2 separate regions of the Pan troglodytes genome follow, and region 2 is linked to region 1. Evidence: chromatin contacts called from public Hi-C data. All regions are on one chromosome and are shown on one strand. Each heading gives the region's core, a stretch centred on a gene start, on an enhancer-like site or on the middle of the called end of the contact. The rest is flanking DNA. Distances are from core to core; before and after follow the strand shown.

Region 1 (4,130 bases), core at 1,169-3,668:
GATCCGTTTCAATTTGGAACATCCCTCAAGGTCATTTTTACCAGCATTTAGGCCAGTGTTGATCTTGCTTTCATTTTAAACATAGTTATTTTCTCTCTGTGAAGTGATTACTCCTTGCTTGGTGTGTGGTCTGGTGGCTTGTTAATTTCAAAATTCTACGATGCAAGCGGGTTTGGACGTGGAGCCTGGCCCGGTGTGGCCAGGCTGTGGCTTTGCCCATCGCAACGGCTGCCTTTGCCTCAAATGGCTCGAGGCTGGCACCTGGTCAATATTTGCTTTTGTCCAAAAGAAGGAAACAGTAGAGGACTTGGGTGGTGTAATTTTAGAACTTCAGTGTTGGGTTGTTGGCTTGAAAGATCCATTCTCTTCTATAAATACAGATATTTATATTTACTCCTCCAACCTTTCCCTCCACACAGTTAAGAAACCCTACAATTAATTATGCCAAATCAAGATTTGCTTTTCTACATGATTTTTTCCCTTTTCCCTAGGAAGTCTGTAATGAATTTTCTTCTTTATTGTAATATTTTATGTTTTTATATACACTTGTATATTCTTATAGCATATATATGTACATATGCAAACTTTCTGAGGCTTCTAAAAAAGAGAAATAATATTGGTTGATTAACCTCAATTTCTTTTCAATATCAAATGTGTAACAATAACCCCAAAAGGAGAGGTTTCAGAAATTAAAACAAGTTGACATTTGCCCACTTCTGAATTAAAATGCAGCATTTGACTTTTGTACTGTTGTGGCTGTCAAGCCTTAGTTTTTTCACACTATCAGGTATTTTCAGATCAAAGGTAAATATGATTTAGAATTATATTTCAAATTAGAACTGTCATATGCCCACACATACATTTTGCTGATATACTTACAAACTGGTAAACAATGCTCTTTAATCAACAATTCATAATCTGGGTCAGCAATTTTTATCTCCATATTTGCTCATACTGTATGACATCAATATTTTATATTGGCTTGCCCATAACTTAATATTTTATAAAAGCCTACCTATGAAATTCATATTTCATATTTGCTTGGCTATGAAATTAATTTTTGTGATGCTGCAGTTCAGCTTGTAGCATACAAATTGAGGAAATTAGCAAGCTGCATGCAGTTCCTTGCTGTACAAAAACAAATGACACATGGTGTCTTTATCACTTGTTTTGTATTTACAGATAAATTTTAAAAATAAAACTTGCCATTTCTGTTAACATGGAAAACTCCCCACCCCACTCCCATTCTTGTTGACTCTTTTTTATTTTTAAACAACAAATACATAATCAACTTCAGTCATCTCATTTTCAGGGGAATTACTCATTGTATTTTCTACTTACAGTCACCGGGGCTGATGTTGGGATCTGTGATCAGTTTCCTGTTGTTACGCATAGCTTTTCTCAGTGGTGAGAGAGACATCATGTACAGAGTACACACGGAGGGTTGAGATAGCAGCCTGGTTTATCTTACTTCTGATATGACTTTTAAAATATTGATTTTAAAAGTGTGTCTTTGAGTGTACCAAAATAGTATGTCCCTGATGCTTCTCACTGGATGCAATCCCTGCTCAAATGCTTTCTATGCAATTAGATTTTGGGGCTCAGCTTCCATTTTTTAAATCTGTGAAAGCATTGCTCATGCCAACGGCCCTGGAGAGGGCCACTCTGTTTTAGTGCCATTTACATGTATCAGGACAGGACAGAAAAGGGACAGCATATTACAAACAAAATAAAACTGTAATCTTGTTCAATCCTTGTCATGCTGAGGATGTTTGTAAACATAAAAAAAATTGTATGGATTCCACTTACATGAGATAACTGGAGGGGTTAGATTCATAGAGAAAGAAATTAGAGTAGTGGTTACTAGTGGCTGGAGGCAAGGGGGAATGAAGAGTTATTGTTTAATGGGAACAGAGTTTCTGTTTGGGAAGATGAAAAAGCTCTGGAGATGGATGGTGGTGATAGCTACACCACAGTGAGTGTACTTAATACCACTGAAGAGTACACTTAAAAAATGGTTAAAATAGTAAATTTTATGCTATGCCTATTTTAGCACAATAAAAGAATACACATTCATGGAAACAGGGCTTTTAAATCATTATGCGTAATAAAGTGAGAAGCTAGTTGTGATTTGCAAAGAATTATAGAAATTATAGGGAGAAACACAATCTCAAGAGCCACCCTGGAGTCCAGAGCTCTCGTTTTACAGATTCAGGAGTGGAGGCTCAAAGAATATGTGCTTTCTTAATGACTGGAACCCAGACGGCAGGACCCCCACACAGGGCTCCTTGCTGACCCTTTGCTGCCTTCCCCCCTCCCTTAGAGGGGCCATTCTTTATTCTGAGTAAACGTGCCACTGATTAGATGGACTTCATGATAAAGACCTGCAGTAAGGACGTTTTAATCCTTTAATCTAGACGGTTCACGAGTTCCACTGGTGTGTCTCTGGGGGCAGGCTCCCAGATCACAGACTGGTTCCACCGTGCCCCGTGACCTCAGCGTGCCATTAGATGGGAGGCCTTTATTTCAGGGGAAAAATCATGTTTGAAACTAAGTGGGTCCCCGGCAGTTTGCAGCAACACTGGCTGCTCAAAAGGACAGCACGAGGCTTTTCACAGCATGTAGATACCGTGGCTTTATGAGAGCTTTGAGCTTGGGAGGTTCTACTTGTGCTTTTGCAACCTTAGTTCAGATTTCATTTGCATCTACTATTTGTAAGTGCACCATTTTTCTAAGGGAAGTATGTATGTGAGAATTATCTACATGATTTTTGTAGGTGGCTCACAAAACAAATGTCAGCAGCCATTCTATGGCCTTGGAGTATCATTTCCCACACCTTTTCTGTGGGCTGTCTTTATTTTTGACTCTAATACGTATCCCTTATCATACAAAAAGTTCTTGAGCATATTTGATGTATTTTAAAACTTCCACCCCGGTGGAATTAACACTAATTATATTTAATTCCACACAAACTTCTGTCCCAGTTGTAGACCATTTACCTACTTCCTGACAGCAAACACTACACCGCTGTGAAATTTTATTTTAACACATTTGTGCCCATTTTCAGCATTAATAATCGTGTGTGGAAGTGGCAGCAAAATGAAGATATCGCCTGAGCATGGAACCACAAATGCCTGAACGTGTGATGGCATCTCAGTGAAACAAAAGCATGACATACTTTTTCTTTCCAAATGAGGCAGTGCCACAACTAAAAAAGCCAGTTCGCCTTTCACTTTCTAAAATCATCTTGCTGGAGAAAACGGTTATCAAATCCCATCCACTGCCCACGTAAAATAAATACCATTCAGAAAAGCGTGGCATGGATGGCCATATTTCTGATGGGTTTATAACTGTAGATTGCATGCGATCCCAACGTGAAGCCTGAAATACGACATTCAACGTCAGGCTTATTCCAGGCTATTGCTGTGGCTACTTTTGTAATTCAACCAGTGGGGCATTTTAGGCTAACGTATATTTCCTCTAAGCTGATAAGCATTTTCCTGATCCCAGGTCCCTTCTAAAATTGAACACACACGTTCAGCTGGGGACACCTAGATGGAAGGAAGGGAAAGAGGAGAACCCGAAGTGAAGGAGAAGTCACCAAGAACAGTTTCGTGGAAAAAAAAAAAGCTCTCAAGAATTAAGAATGTTGAGTTGCTTGAGTGGAGCTTGAGCAGGAAAAAGACCATAACTCTCACACATGTGAAGGTTACTGATACCCAGGAGGTAAAAGAAGTATCTAACATGCTCTAAAGAAGGGTAACCAGAGTAATGGGGCGAAACCAAGAGAGGACGTCCTGGAATGTAATATTAGAAATAAACTTCCAGACAGGGAAGTGTCCATCCCAGTGTGAAATGGGTGTATCGGAAACAAGCTGCATGCCAGTTTCATCGACATTGCAAAGAAGGTTAGAATAAAAAGCTAATGAACAGAAAGAAGAAAGAGGCAAACAGGGTGTGTGTTGAGAGTGGTGGAATATGAAGGATGGTGCATTTGTCCAGGCTGGGGCTGCTGGCCTGAGGAATGGTGGTGGAGTTTTTTTACAGAGCATCTTCTGAGCACCAGGAGAGTCCCGGAAGCTGAGTTTGACACTAGCAAGACCTGCCCTGAACTGGGGACTGCTGGATGC
Region 2 (4,130 bases), core at 735-3,234, 330 kb after region 1:
CCCCTGACCGTCACCACGAAAGCAGCAGAGGAGACAAAGCCTGGGACTCGGGTTCAGAGTCCCCGGCGCAGCGCAAAGCCCGCGCCTTCCCGCCAGCCCGCCGCCGCGCTCCGCCGGGCAGCCGAGGGCTCCGCACGCCGCGCCTCTGGCCCGCGCTGCCCCGGCCGCAGCCGCCGGGAACATCCTCCGCCTCCTCCCGCTCCTCCCCTCGCGCTCTGCGCCCGCCGCCGCCGGCACCGCCGACCTCCCCGCGCCGCTGGCGCCGGGTGCCCGCGTTCCCAATTGGTCCGCGCGCGGTCGCTCCGCGCCGCAGCCAATCGGCAGCCGCGGTGGGGGCGGCGCCTACGGGTCAGGCCGCCAAAGGCGAGGCGATTGTTGACAAACTCGCCTCCGAGCGCTGCTCTGGCCGTGGCCGTGGCAGCTGCCGCTTCGTCGGAGGATTTGAGGGCCGGCTGGCCCGGCTACCCTGCCCATCCCTGTGCTCCTTCCGGACACAAGCCTTAGCAGCTCCCGCCGTCCTGGACAGCCAGTCACCTGGAGACAAAGCAGGACTTGCGCCGCGCCCGGACCCGCAGGGCCATCCCCAGGCCCAGTCCTCGCCACTTGTCCTTGTTTTGGCCCGTCGGGGGCAGACCCTAACGGCCGTCACCGCCGTTATGGCACCGCTGTGGCAATTATTCTCCTCCAACAACTTCCTCTCTCTCCTGGTGCGCCGCAGACACGAGTCAAAGCCGAAGAGCCACCCCTGGCCACGGACGCGTACGTCCGCGACCATCGAGTAAATTCACACCCTCCGCCCTGGCGTCCGTCGGGCCCTCCACCAGCAGCGCCAACCCTGGGGCAACAGGTCCCAGAGGGCACGGCGCCGCCAGCCTGCACCGCGAACCGGGTCGGGTGTGCTCGGGCATGCGTGAGCCGCTAAGATAGCCCGGCCCAGGGACCGAGCAGGTTCTGCTGGCCGCGACTAGTCCCCTGCGCGGTCCAGGTGGTCAGGGAAGGACCTAGATTTCTCGCTGCCGGGGAATCGTGCGGATGGCACAGTCCGCAGGACTCCTGCAGAGCAAGCAGGGGCCCCAGGTACGCTTGAGAAAGCGAACGCAGCAGTGGCCCCGAAACCTTGGCCTGAATGAGTAAAAGGAAAAGCCCTGTCTCGTCAGTTAAATCACCACCGCAGTTCCGCAAATCCTCCGCAACAGGCCCGCGCGCCCCAAAAAACCAAGACGCGAAACACCCTCACACTGCGCGGCCGCTACTCTGAGGGCGCCGGAGCCGGCGGCGAGACTTTCCAGCTGGGCGCACAGCCCGATACTACGAGCAGGTCCCCAGCTCCCGGGCCGGCGCCGAAAGGCACGCGCTGCCTCTCCTCCTGCCCGGACCTACGACCCTTCACCAGGCCCGCGCGCAGCATCCCGTCCCAAGTCGCACTTCGGCCAAGAGCCTGCAGGTTCCGCGTGAACGACTTTTCTTTAAAGAGAACCTGCCCGAGAGGGAACCCGATCCACACGGATCCCCACCTCCCGCCGGCGACAAGCGGCGCCAATGCAAGCGTCTCCGCTCGCACGTGCACGGGAAGCGGGCAGTAGGTGGTGCCGTTCGGGCTCCAGCGCTAGTCTTCCTTCGGTGCCAGGCCCGCGCCCCGGGATTTGGAGGTATTTACCTTGCGTTTCTCAGTCCGAGAGCCAGAGTCAGACATTTGGGGGAACAAGGGCCAAGGGAAGGGCGCCGAGGCGGTGGCGGCGGGAACGCAGCGAACCGAATACCGCGATGATGCGATCGCAGTGTGGCAGGGTTCGCAGAGTGGCTGCAAGAATCAAGTGGTGGTAGTGGCGGCGGCGGCGGCAGCGGCGGCGGCGGCGGCGGCGGCAGCGGCGGCGGCGGCGGCAGCAGCGGCAGCGGCAGCGGCGCTGGACGCAGAGCTCCAACAAACTGCAGACCAGGCGGCTGCGCGGAGCGAAGTGAAACCTGCGCGGCCCTGCAGCCCAGCTCTGGCTGGCGGCCCCGCTCCTACGCCCAATCACTGCGGACCCCGCCCCCGCTAGGTCCCGCCCCCGCTAGGTCCCGCCCCGGCGCGCGGGCTGGCAAGCTCCGCCCCCTCGGCGCAGCGGCCGCCGGCGCGTGCAGGCTCGGACAGGTAAAGGCGGGGGTTGCCCCGCTGGGTTGCCTCCCGCGCGCGCCGCCGTCCCTGGCGTGTTTACCGGAGTAACGCTGCCTGCTGGCGGCCATGTGCGCGCCCATCCCCCACCCCGAAGTGTACCCTAGCCTCCCGCTCCCCTACCCCAACCCGGCGGCGGCCGCGGCGTGCGCGGCACAGAGGGGGCGCTCCGGTCACAGCCTCCGCTGGCCCGGCCGGCGGTGTAAAGCCTCAGGAGGCGCCCTGCGCCCTCACTGTGCCCTGAGTTTCTAAGCCGCTCTGGGGCAGGCGCGGGGACTGGGTTGGTCCTCGCGAAGGCGCGGGGCGAGGTCTTTGAGCTCTCCTCCCTCTGAGGGTCCCTGGCGCCGGGCGGGACGCGGATCAGCAGGCTGCGCATCTTCCTCGCCCGGGCCTCTCGCGGGACTCAGGCACCCTCCTCCTGCCACCCCGCAGGGGCTCTCCAGCTTTTCTTCCGCTCCCAGTCTCCCTAAGAGACAGAGGCCGTGGGGGCAGGACGCGCCCAGAAAACGGCCAGGCACGGTCCCAGTGGGCGTCTTCGCCGCCTCCCGGGTGAGGGCGGGAGGCATGTGCAGAGCAGGTAAAATAGGGAAATGAAAAAAGCACTCAGAAAAAAAAATCCTTTTAGGAAAAAAAAAACCGAGGTGAATGGCGGCCTCCAAGTGAGAGAGAACGTTGCGCACTGCATTTGGCTAGGACCCCCAAGATTTGCTGGGCTCGCAGATAACCTCGTAGGAGCTCCCTCGACTGGCTGAGGCCAGTGAAGGCAGAACAGCTGAGTTCGGGCCGCGGTGCGGGAGCGCAGAATACCCCGTCCCTCCTCCCCTCCCCACCCATCCCTTTCCTCCCTGGAGGCCGCAGCACCTCACTCTACCTCCCAGGAGACCAAACTCCATGCCGCCTCTCCAGTCCTCTGAGTCTGCACCCGGGTCTGCTCTCCCAACGCGTGGCTGGCGCCCCCAACCCCGGCCCTCCTGTCTGCTCCTCGCGCGCCTCAGTCCCCCAGCCCCGGCTTCTAGACAACTGCAGCGGGGGTGTGGGAGGTGGATCGGGAAATGGAACATCCCGCAGGTGAGGTCAGGCTAGATGGATTAAGGAAACTCTGTAAAGGGACCACCCTACCCACCACCGCAGCCGGCAGGGAGAAAGAAGGGGCCTTGCCGTAGAGGAGCAAGTGAGGAGGCGTTGTCCCGCCGTCCGGCCACCTGGAGCAGTTTTTAAATTCATAAGCGCTTCTGTAACGTCAGTGGGACACAGCGCAGCCCCATGCCAAAGTCTCAGCGCATTTTCGGGTGAATTTTGAGCGAGGTGAAGGAGGCCTTGGGTTCCCGGAGTCGCTGGAGGACGCGCGTCGGGCCCCGCCCAGTTATTTCGCTGCAAGAGGGAAAAGGCACGAGCGTGGACACGGCTAAGTAGATTCGGAGGCCGGAGATCTGTCCTAACCGGGCCTCGAAGTTCCTACCACGGACGAACTTTGCTCTTCGGCCGTCCCGCGTCGCACCCGGGGAAAAGCAACACAACTTGCTGCGCGGGCTGAGAGCCCGAAGCCCGCCGCACGCCGCAATGCTCCGCGCTCCCCGCGGGGTCGGGCGACTCAGACAGGGACCGGAAAAGAACCACGCAGAAGAAAGCCCTATTTCTTGTCGTCTGTTCCTGTGCAGCCTTGCAGCCTCGCCGCCCCCGCGTCGCTCGCTCTCGCGACCCTGTGAACACTTTGAAAAACAAGAGTCGGGGGAAGCAACGGGCTAAGCGCTGCTATTTGGGGCACTAAAAGGAAGCCGGCCAGAGGTGGCGGGTTCATGCGTCCCCCGAGACCCAGGCCGCGTCGGGGGCCAAGAGCCCTTACAGCCTTCTCCCGCGCCGTCGGGAGGTCCTCCCGGAACTGGGCCGGAGCGCAGAGAACGCAGTGTGAGAAGGGCCCATGGGTTTTAGGTCACCTCCTTCGCAGGGGACGCGGGCAGAGCGGTGTCCCTTTCTGTCT

Evidence for each region. A called contact is a pair of places that touch in the nucleus more often than the background predicts.
Region 2: a Hi-C map of stem cell-derived neural progenitor cells shows a contact between it and region 1, with 4 times the contacts expected there. The contact joins the promoter of BCL2L11 here to the enhancer-like site in region 1. A contact is called at or near these places in 2 of 7 Hi-C or Micro-C datasets (induced pluripotent stem cells and stem cell-derived neural progenitor cells), 1 of 1 datasets of contacts at active chromatin or transcription factors (stem cell-derived excitatory neurons) and 1 of 1 other capture datasets (stem cell-derived neural stem cells).

Annotation. Positions count from the first base shown.
Region 1 is chr12:11,775,928-11,780,057 of NHGRI_mPanTro3-v2.0_pri, forward strand. The region is part of intron 1 of LOC134807861 (a long non-coding RNA gene); the gene reads left to right. Among named protein-coding and RNA genes, the nearest start is that of BCL2L11, 330 kb to the right of the region's middle. Within about 2 kb of position 2,419, at least 2 of the 24 cell types and tissues checked have an H3K27ac peak or open chromatin away from gene starts, as enhancers often do. A contact at or near this core is called in stem cell-derived neural progenitor cells, where this site is marked.
Region 2 is chr12:12,102,880-12,107,009 of NHGRI_mPanTro3-v2.0_pri, forward strand. It overlaps BCL2L11 (BCL2 like 11), which reads right to left and starts at 1,985. Exons shown (of 4, transcript XM_009443098.5): 1 at 1,658-1,985.